Linked DNA regions of Mus musculus: region 1 is linked to region 2. A link is a contact called in public HiChIP or PLAC-seq data. All regions are on one chromosome and are shown on one strand. Each heading gives the region's core, a stretch centred on a gene start, on an enhancer-like site or on the middle of the called end of the contact. The rest is flanking DNA. Distances are from core to core; before and after follow the strand shown.

The links. HiChIP or PLAC-seq counts read pairs in DNA pulled down with a chosen protein or histone mark.
Region 1: an H3K4me3 HiChIP or PLAC-seq map of the SCID.adh cell line shows a contact between it and region 2, with 14 read pairs. The contact joins the promoter of Themis here to the enhancer-like site in region 2. A contact is called at or near these places in 1 of 39 promoter capture datasets (embryonic stem cells), 2 of 15 datasets of contacts at CTCF or cohesin (CD8 T cells and the NIH/3T3 cell line), 2 of 115 datasets of contacts at active chromatin or transcription factors (CD8 T cells and the SCID.adh cell line) and 2 of 9 other capture datasets (adipose tissue and liver).

The regions. Positions count from the first base shown.
Region 1 is chr10:28,665,737-28,670,591 of GRCm38.p6, reverse strand. Themis (thymocyte selection associated) reads right to left here and starts at 2,232. Exons shown (of 6, transcript NM_178666.6): 1 at 1,842-2,232. The coding sequence starts at 1,932.
Region 2 is chr10:28,537,746-28,542,567 of GRCm38.p6, reverse strand. All of the region lies in intron 13 of Ptprk (protein tyrosine phosphatase, receptor type, K), which reads right to left. Among named protein-coding and RNA genes, the nearest start is that of Themis, 130 kb to the left of the region's middle. Within about 2 kb of position 1,782, at least 14 of the 459 cell types and tissues checked have an H3K27ac peak or open chromatin away from gene starts, as enhancers often do. A contact at or near this core is called in the SCID.adh cell line, where this site is marked.

The sequences.
Region 1 (4,855 bases), core at 983-3,482, 130 kb before region 2:
TGTAAAGTCGGGTCCCCGTACACCATGGCATAGCATTGCATCCTGAAAATAAACTGAATGTAAAATATGAAACTGTAAAACTGTTGTCAAAACTCTTCCTAAATGTTTCGAAAGATGTCTTCCATAAAGCCCTAAAAGCATAAACCATAAGACAAGAAGCAACTGATAGCTGTCTTAAAAGCATAAGTCCCTACATGGTCTGAGGAAGACAGGATAGAAGACGACCTGATCCCAAACAATTCACAAAAACTTACATAAAACCTCATAATAATCTGAGAGCAAGTACTGTCAACCCATTACCTCTTATGGGTGTGTAAATATATAGGTAGCATGTGTCAACCTGTTTTGTTTTGGTAAGGTAAGACTGAATAAATATTCTTTAATTTGTGATAGGGTTACATCTCGAAAGCCCACTGGGAACTGAAAACATCCAAACTCTCAAATATATACAATACATCTAACACCGCACAATCACAGCTCAACCTACTCTACCCTAATTGTGTGCAGACCATGTACTAGTCACAGTGAGTGAAATCATTTGACAAGATGCCTATTTTATGTTACCAAGTGTTTAATATTCCATATGACTTATTGACTATTGTACTTCAAATGGAAAAAAGAACTGAACGATTTGTGCAATTCCACTACAGTGAAAAGTCCAAAAATTGGAAATCTAACCATGGGACAGACTGTGAGTGGGAAAGCTCACATGCCAACCATTCTCCCTAGTAATTTGACTAGACCCAGTTTTTTTTTGATTGGCTTTAATTTTCCCCTTTTTGTAAGCAAAAATTGATATCCAACTAGGAAATATTTTGAGAACCTTATATGTAACCAAACTTAAAAGGTTTGTTTTGTTTTGTTTTGTTTTGTTTTGTTTTGTTTTGTTTTGTTTTGTTTAGAGACAGGGCTTCTTTCTGTAGCACTGGCTGTCCTGGAATTTGCTCTGTTGACCAGGCTAGCTTGAACTCATAGAAATCCACCTGCCTCTGCCTCCTGAGTGCTGGGATCAAAGAGCTGTACCACCACCATCCAGGCCAAACTAACTTTAAAATGTTAGTATCGTTCATATTAGGGGATTTTACACACTACAGTAAGTTACACCAAAATTCACCAGCTTAGTATTCAACAATCCTCATTAAAATTTACCTTTTCAACACAAATCTTAAAAGATACTCTACAGTCAATAGGCACTAATTTCTTTACCTTTAAATAAAAGTTCCCACCATTTAAGGAGTTTGTAGAGCAGGAAGAGAGGATTACAAGTACAAGGCAAGCTTAGAAGTCCGAACTTGGCAGCATTCATTGTAAGACTGTGCCCTTGATAGGTGCAATCATTTTGGGTGAAACAAAACACAAAACAAGCTTGATAGTGTTTGGGTTTTTGTTTTGATGTTGCTGTTTTTAATAGTTTAAAAACAATAGTCAGCAACATTAAACTTTTTTACCTGATGGCAATTAATTTCAAAGAGTAGGGCAGAGACAGAACATCCTTTGTGCAGACTTGTCGAATGCTTACCAAGAAAAAAAATGGCAAATGGCAATTCACAAAGTTCCACTCCACCTTTCTTAAAGCCTTAGTTTCTTCTTTCTTCACCAGCTGGGATGTGTGTGTGTGTGTGTGTGTGTGTGTGTGTGTGTGTGTGTGTGTGTCTGTGTTCAACTTTCCTTCAGACAACTTGCACTTTGTTTGCTGGGTGTGTATATGTTTGAACTAAGTATCGAATCACTGAACTATACACACAGCCTTCCACGTATTTCTTACTAAAACCTCTCCCACAAATTTCCAAGAGACTTTATAAGAACATTCTATCAAATTAAAGAATTAGAAAAATACTTACCTTCAAAGTAGATGCCTGACTGGATTTCTAGGACCCTGGGGAGGGTCCTCAGGTCAAGGGAGTAGACAAATTCTTCCAGAGATAAAGCCATTGTTGTGTCTTCGGTGGTATATAGACCTGATCTTTTACAAGACCTTGTGGTTTCTAGATGTCAATTGTCTACCGTTCTGTCTTTGCTCATAATTGCCCACACAGGCAGAATGTGAAATGGGAGCCAATCGGGGTAGGACAGCCCTAAGGTGGGGAGGTACTTGTCTGCAGTAGCTGGTCTTCAGTTTCTACCTGGTGCAGGGAGGTCACAGGAAAGCCAAGCCCAGGGCAAACAGCTCAAGCAGCGGAAGAACTTGAGAATAGGCAGGAGACAGTGGGTAAAGCTCTTTTTGTTCTCCCTGCGGCTGCATTTCCTTCTGACACTGAAGTAGAAACACATGGGGGTGGGGTGTGTTTGTCTGAACTGACACTACCCAAAGTAATGAGGTTGGCAAGTTGCTGGTTCTTGTGCATCCACAGCAGTGGCAAAATTGTGATGAAACAGAGTGGCCTGTGGCATGAACACTGGACATGGCCAGAATGCAGGCACAGTGTCTTACCTTAAATATGGCACTATATCAGTTTGTTGCCTCTCTGCATCTGGGTTCTAGCTTTGCATACTCATTGTGCTTTTACATTAAACTTGGTTACAAAAGAAGCTGTTGTCAGCTGTTTTTAGAAATCTGATACTCTGAGGACACATAGAAACCACCTTTTATCTTTACACATTAAAATTTTTGCTGAAGTTTAAAGGGAGGGAGGAGGTGTTACATGAAAAGTGACTCAGGAATTAATAGAGTAAATTGATGGGAACTTTCTGGTCTCTGCACTGAGAAGGAAAGTATTTAAAGCAAAAGTAAATTAATTAATAAAATAAAATAAAAATAAAGCAACAAAACCAAAGAAAGAAAGAAAGAGAGAGAGAGAGAGAGAGAGAGAGAGAGAGAAAGAAAGAAAGAAAGAAAGAAAGAAAGGAAGGAAGGAAGGAAGGAAGAAAGGAAGGAAGGAAGAAAGGAAGAAAGGAAAAAAGGAAGAGAAAGAACTACTTATAAGACATATATTTAAATGTTTGCTTCCTCTTTGAAGCTCTCCTTTTAAATGTAGATTTAAAAACATAAATAAATAAACTGCACAAGCCCCGAAGTCTATAAATTTGCTCTTATGATCTAAACATAAGTTGAAAAATGCTCAAAGCCATAAATAAATAAATAAATAAATAAATAAATAAATAACAGAAACCTTGTGAAACTAATTTTTATACATCAAAACCAATCTTTCTGTTTATTTTGATTTTTGTTTCTTTTAAACAAAATTTTCCTTAGGATATCAGGCTGGGCTCAAACACATGCCAGTCCTCCTTGCCTCTGTCTTAGGATTACAGGCATGTGTCACCACCTCTGCCTTACATCGGAGTTTTGTTGTGGTGGTGCTAGGGTTTTGTTTGTTTGTTTGTTTGGTTGGTTGGTTGGTTTTAAATTTTTATGCTTCCTATTCTTTGTACTTAATTCAAACATCATCTTAGAGGTTATACTTGCAATTTAAAGTGAGACTGTCTATGTTTTGTAGATAAATAAAGGAAGATTGGTTGAAGTTGATAAAGATGAACTATGATGAAAAGTTGTTCATTCTCAGGCTGGATTCTGGACAAATTGCTTGATCATGATAGAGCATCTACCAAATGCTAAATGCTTAAAGCTCTTCAGAGTCATGTTCAGCCCTTGTAACAATTTGCTAGCCTTCATTCTAGGCAAACTTAGGGTTAATGTGGGAAATTCTTCAAGTGATTTTCACTAGTAACTTTTATGTAATCCCTTGAAACATTTTTGTCCCCTAAATCTCCCAAGCTTGATAAATGTAGCTTCTGTCTCATTCTTACCTAAGTCTGGGCCTCTCACTTGACTGAAAACACTATTTGTAGCCTCCTGGCATATTTCATAGGATTTTAGAATATGGAAAGGGCTGCCTCTTGAAAAATCATACATTTTTAGAGTTAGTGCTGCAGTAAGTTTATTTGGTATGTAATCAATGCTGGATTTCATCTGAAATCTTTAACTTATAACTCAAGTTTCTATCCTTGCAGCCAACACTAGAAGAATTCACTATATCATCAGATATTTATACAGATCCAGTATGTCCCTGCTTCTGCTTTTAACACAGAGATCCTTCTTGTATCTCAGAATCTGTTTCTCCTATATCCTCAATCATAAAATTAATGACTCTCCCATCTTTGAGAGTGCAAAGCCAGAAGGCCTAAAGTTGTATGTGAACAGACATTTTCTACAGCTTCCAAATCCCTCAAGCTCTATGAGTGACAGTCCTCAAGGCCACTCCTCTGACCTTGTCCTGTATTGCCATTGCTGCCATCTTATCTCAAATCATTACTATCTCTGAGCTGAAGCATGGTAAAATGAATTACTGAAGTTCAGTCAGTAACAGGAACGATTGGCTTACTCAAAGTCAGACCAATGGGAGTTCAGAAGTAAAGAGACTGTATATTACAGTTTCCAGTTTGCAGAAGGTAGAATTTCATGCCAGTGAGGAAGAAAGATGTATTTAACTAACTATTGTTAAATACCTGAAAGAAAAGATAGTTTCAAAACATCCCGTGAAAGAAAATGAAATGAAGATAAATTTTAAACATAAATTTACATGTAAAAAAATCCAAAGTTAAGTGGTGAGGGAGGGATTGTGAGAGGGAGTGTTAAAAAATAATAATTAATTAATTAATTAATTAATTATAAAAAAGCCAAAGTCCAAAGATTATGAGTGTGAATGAGGATTTAGAAGACTTGCTCTCAAGAATTACTTGAAGTCTTACAGGAAAAGAATAATAGATTGGACACAAACATTTGAAATCTATATATCTTCTGTAAATCGAAATGGAATTTTCACAAAACTTACAAAGAACTCAATATAAAGAATGTCCAAGTAGCACAAACAAACCAATGTTCAGAAAAAAAGGTGCTTGGGGACTTGACCAACTC
Region 2 (4,822 bases), core at 533-3,032:
CAAGCTATAATTGCTTTAGTTAGTCTGTGGGACTCCTGCAGGCCTAAATTGATCATACTTTCTTTTTAAACAGAATTTGCACCTACTTGTACCAGGAGCCAGGAGGTACCAATGGATTCAGGCCATCTCTGCAAGCTTTATGTGAAAATCTCAAACTATGCACTCCCATTGCCAGCCCAAAGATCAAAGCTTCAAGGACATCACAGCTTTAGGTTTTCCCTGCAGAGAATACTAAACCATCATTTGGCCCCCTTTCTCCACCCACTCTTTCCTTCCTTTTTCTATCTCCTTACCTCTTTCTTTTTTGAGAATACTGGGTGCTTGTAGATGCTATAAGCTCAGCAATGTACATAAAATGGTTTTCTCCCATAGTGGGCCTATTCTACAGAGATGCTCTGAGCACATAATCAGCTGGACATCCAGAAGAGCAGCTGAGATCACAGATTGTATTTATTTGATTTGCAGTGCTGGGGTTCAAACACAGGTACTTGTGTATGGTGGGCAAGTATTCTACTACTGAGCCATACTCCTAGCCCCCAGATTGTGGATTTTAATCAAGTTCTTTGGTTTATCCAAGACTTTATATATCCTTATTCTCTCACCTCAAACACCATGTCATAATTTTCCTATAACGCATGAATAAGATTTTACTGCATATATGTGCAAGTAAACCAGTATCTTTTGGTACAAAATAAGTGTATGTGTTTGTCCCTGACATGGGATGTTTTACTCACTCTATGTCTTATTTTTGCAAGATGTGGTCTCACACTGAACTTGAAGCTCTTGCTTTTGGCTAGGGTCCTGGCTAACAAGCCCAACTTATCCTATTGTCTTTACCTGGATGGAAATGGTGGATTTGAATAACAATGATCCCCATAGGCTATTATATTCTAAAGCCTAGCCACCTGGGAACAGAGCTGTTTGAAAGGATTAGAAAGATTGGGAGGTGTGTCCTTGCCAAAGGAGTTCTGTTACTAGGAGTGAGCTCAGGCCCAGTTTCTCTCCCCCCTCCTCCCCCCACATTGTTGCTGCTGCTGCTCTTGGACCTATATGTAAACTCTCTAACAACATGCATGCCACCATGCTCCACTCCATAATGATAGTGGACTAACCTCCCAAACTACAAGCAAGCCCCCAGTTATTTATTCACTTTCCTGTATCAGAGTTGCCATGGTCATGATGTTTCTTCACTGCAACAGAACTCTAAGATACCAGAGATGGCATGATGAGTTCATTGCTGAGCTTAGCTTTTCACACATAAGACAGGCACCTGAATTCAGGTATATGTGGTGAACACTTTACTGACTTTGCCACCTTCTTGGCCCTGGCACTAATAGATAATTCAGCAGAGGCCACTCAGTGACCATGTCATTTCTGCATAGGAGGGAAGACGGGTCAGAAGAAGGTGATATGGGGTTAGATGATGGAGCCTCCTCTTTGTGTCTCTGCTTTGTTGCATGTGTGCATTTGGCATTGAAGGAAGCTTAGAGCATTGGAGTCACTTACTTGACAAAAACTGATCTTCTTACCTCAAGTAACAAAACAAATGAGACAATAACAATTCTGCTTTCACGCTTTGGGGATGCCAAATACTATAGTTCTGTACTGTTGGAGGGCTAATGAACGAGGCTATATTTATAGTAAAGAGAGCATGGGCAAGGAATATGTCAGTAATAAGGGCTTACACCTTCTAAACACTTATCCTAGTGTTGAGACATGGAAGTAGGCGATGCCTCTCGAGCAGGGTGGCTGATGATCACTGGGAAACAAGAGAGGGAAGTGAAAGTAAAATGCTGGGCTATATCCTATCCACACAGAACATTTACAGTGAAGAAGGCCACAAACAACTAAATATAACTTTCAAGTGAACGTTTGTAAAGTGATAAACATGGGTAGCAGGAGACACTAGGGAAAAACAGCTCTGATAATGTCACTGGTATTTTTTTTCCCCTCCCACAAATGGCAGGATCAGAAAAGTCTCTTCCTCAGGGAAAACTCTGGAATATTAAAATGTAGGCACTGCATGTAATTAAAAGGCAAATGCACTTGACATTTTTGTTGGCACAAACTCAGAATACCAGAACTGGGCCAGTCATCTAAACATGCCATTCAAAGCCTAAGAAGGAAAATTAAAACAACAACAAAAAAATTTAATTTGAATATTATTAGGAAAACAAATAGAAGTCAAGGAAACTCTTTAACAATCTTCAAAAATAAGGGTGAAATATGATCTAAAATAATAAGTAGGACCTACCCTTTGACCTATTTCTACTGCTCTTACTTGTTAGCTAAAGGATTATGAGTGCTTGCTATTTTGGCTCCTTTTAGTTATGAATTTTATTTTCATTTTGAACAGGTCATTTTCCACCAAGGCTTAGATAATTCATTAATCTGGCATATCTCAGGAGAACACACAACAGGGTTTAAATCACATTAATAGAGGTTGCACTGCAATTTTCAAAAGTGTTTATTTACTAAATTAGAGACTGCCCTGATCTGGGATGGAAGAACCAGCCTTAAAAAAATTATTTCGAGTCACAGCTGTTCCAAGATAATTTAGTATAAAGTTTAAATTATTAATATATGTTTTAGAATTTGAGATTGGTTTTTAATCCTAAAATGTCATTTGGCCTCAAGTGAATAGGTAAATAAGAGGCATACGTTTCTCTCTCTCTCTCTCTCTCTCTCTCTCTCTCTCTCTCTCTCTCTCTCTCTCTGTGTGTGTGTGTGTGTGTGTGTGTGTGTGTGTGTGTGTGTGTGTATGTGTGTAATTGGGAAAGGGACTAAACCCAGCTGAAGTTCCTTGCTAGTTCTGGATTCACGTTTTAAAATGGTTCTGATCATCCAAAATTTCCCAATCACCAACTTCTAGTTGTTAAAATATCACATTTATACTTATATCCAATATATATTCTTATATATTATATGGTAAATGTACTTATATCAAATACAGTGATCCACTTGCAGATAAGAAACCCAGTTTGACTCAAAGCTTTCTCCTAGTCTGAACAAGACACTTTTGATATAAGAAAGGTATCCTTCTCTAACATGAAGACTTCATTACCCTGGTCTTCTGATTTCTTGGACTTTGTTGGTGATATTACACACTCACATACATAGACACCACCACACTATATCACATATGATATATATTACAACCCAACAGTGGTAGAGTGTTATGCTTGATGCTTTAAGAATGTTTGGCAGTGCTGAGAGATCAAGAGTAGGAGTCCAGGACTTCATAGATGCTGGGCGTGGGCTCTACTCTGAGCTCCTTATGTCCTGGACCTAGAGTTGAGTGGTTTGATTTGTCTTTTGTTTTCTCTAAACAAGATCTTGATATTTTTCTGTCTTGCCTGGATACCACTTGGTCTACATGATCAAGCTAGTCTGGATAAGGCAGAGTCTTAAAAAGAACAAGCAAGGACTACTGAAGCCTCCCTAATATTAAAACTTGAGATTACATATATATATGTGTATGTGTTATACACACACACACACACACACACACATATATATATGAACATAAACATATTTGAATATTTGTTTCTTTACATACGGAATGGATTTCTAAAATTCTTTTATACCTACTCCAGGGAACAAATAGAACAACGTTGAAGAAACCTTATAAGAATCTGGTGTGGTTTTGCCTTAGAGAAGCTTTGCGATTTTATGAGGTCCCATTTGTGGATTCTTGATCTTACAGCACAAGCCATTGGTGTTCTGTTCAAGAAAATTTCCCCTGTGCTCATGTGTTCTGGGCTCTTCCCCATTTTCTCCTCTGTAAGTTTCAGTGTATCTGGTTTTATGTGCAGGTCCTTGATCCACTTGGATTTGAGCTCTGTACAAGGAGATAAGAATGGGTAGATTTGCATTTTTCTACATGCTAACCGCCAGTTGAACCAGCATGATTTGTTAAAAATGCTCTCTTTTTTCCACTGGATGGTTTTAGCTCCTTTGTCAAATATCAAGTGACCATAGGTGTGTGTGTGGGTTCATTTCTGGGTCTTCAGTTCTATTCCATTGCTCTATCGTCAGTCACGGTACCAATACCATACAGATTTTTTTTTTTAATCATCACAATTGCTTTGTAATACACCTTGATGTCAGGGATGGTGATTCCCCCATAAGTTCTTTTATTTTTGAGAATAGTTTTTGATATCCTGTTTTTTTTTTTGTTATTCCAAATGAATTTGCAAATTGCTCTTTCTGACTCTATGAAGAATTGATTTGGAATTTTGATGGGGATTGCATTGAATCTGTAGATTGCTTTTGGCAAGACGGCCATTTTTACTATATTAATCCTGCCAATCCATGAGCATGAGAGATCTTTCTGGCTTCTGAGATCTTCTTTGATTTCTTTCTTCAGAGACTTGAGGTTCCTGTCATACAGATCTTTCACTTGCTTGGTTAGAGTCACACCAAGGTATTTTATATGATTTGTGAGTATTGTAAAGGGTGTCTTTTTCCTAATTTCTTGCTCAGCCTATTTCTTCTTTGAGTAGAGCAAGGCTACTGATGTGTTTGAGTTAATTTTATATCCAGCTACTTTGTTGAAGTTGTTTATTTGCTTTAGGAGTTCTCTTGTAGAACTTTTGGTGTCACTTAAGTATATGATCATAGCATCTGCAAATACTGATATTTTGATTTCTTCCTTGTGTAAGCTTCTGTAAGGCAAAGAACGCTATCAATAGGACAAAACAGCAACCAATAGACTGGGAAAAGATCTTTACCAATGTTACATCTGATAGAGGGCTAATATCCAATATATACAGAGAACTCAAGAAGTTAGACTCCAGAGAATCAAATAACCCTATGAAAA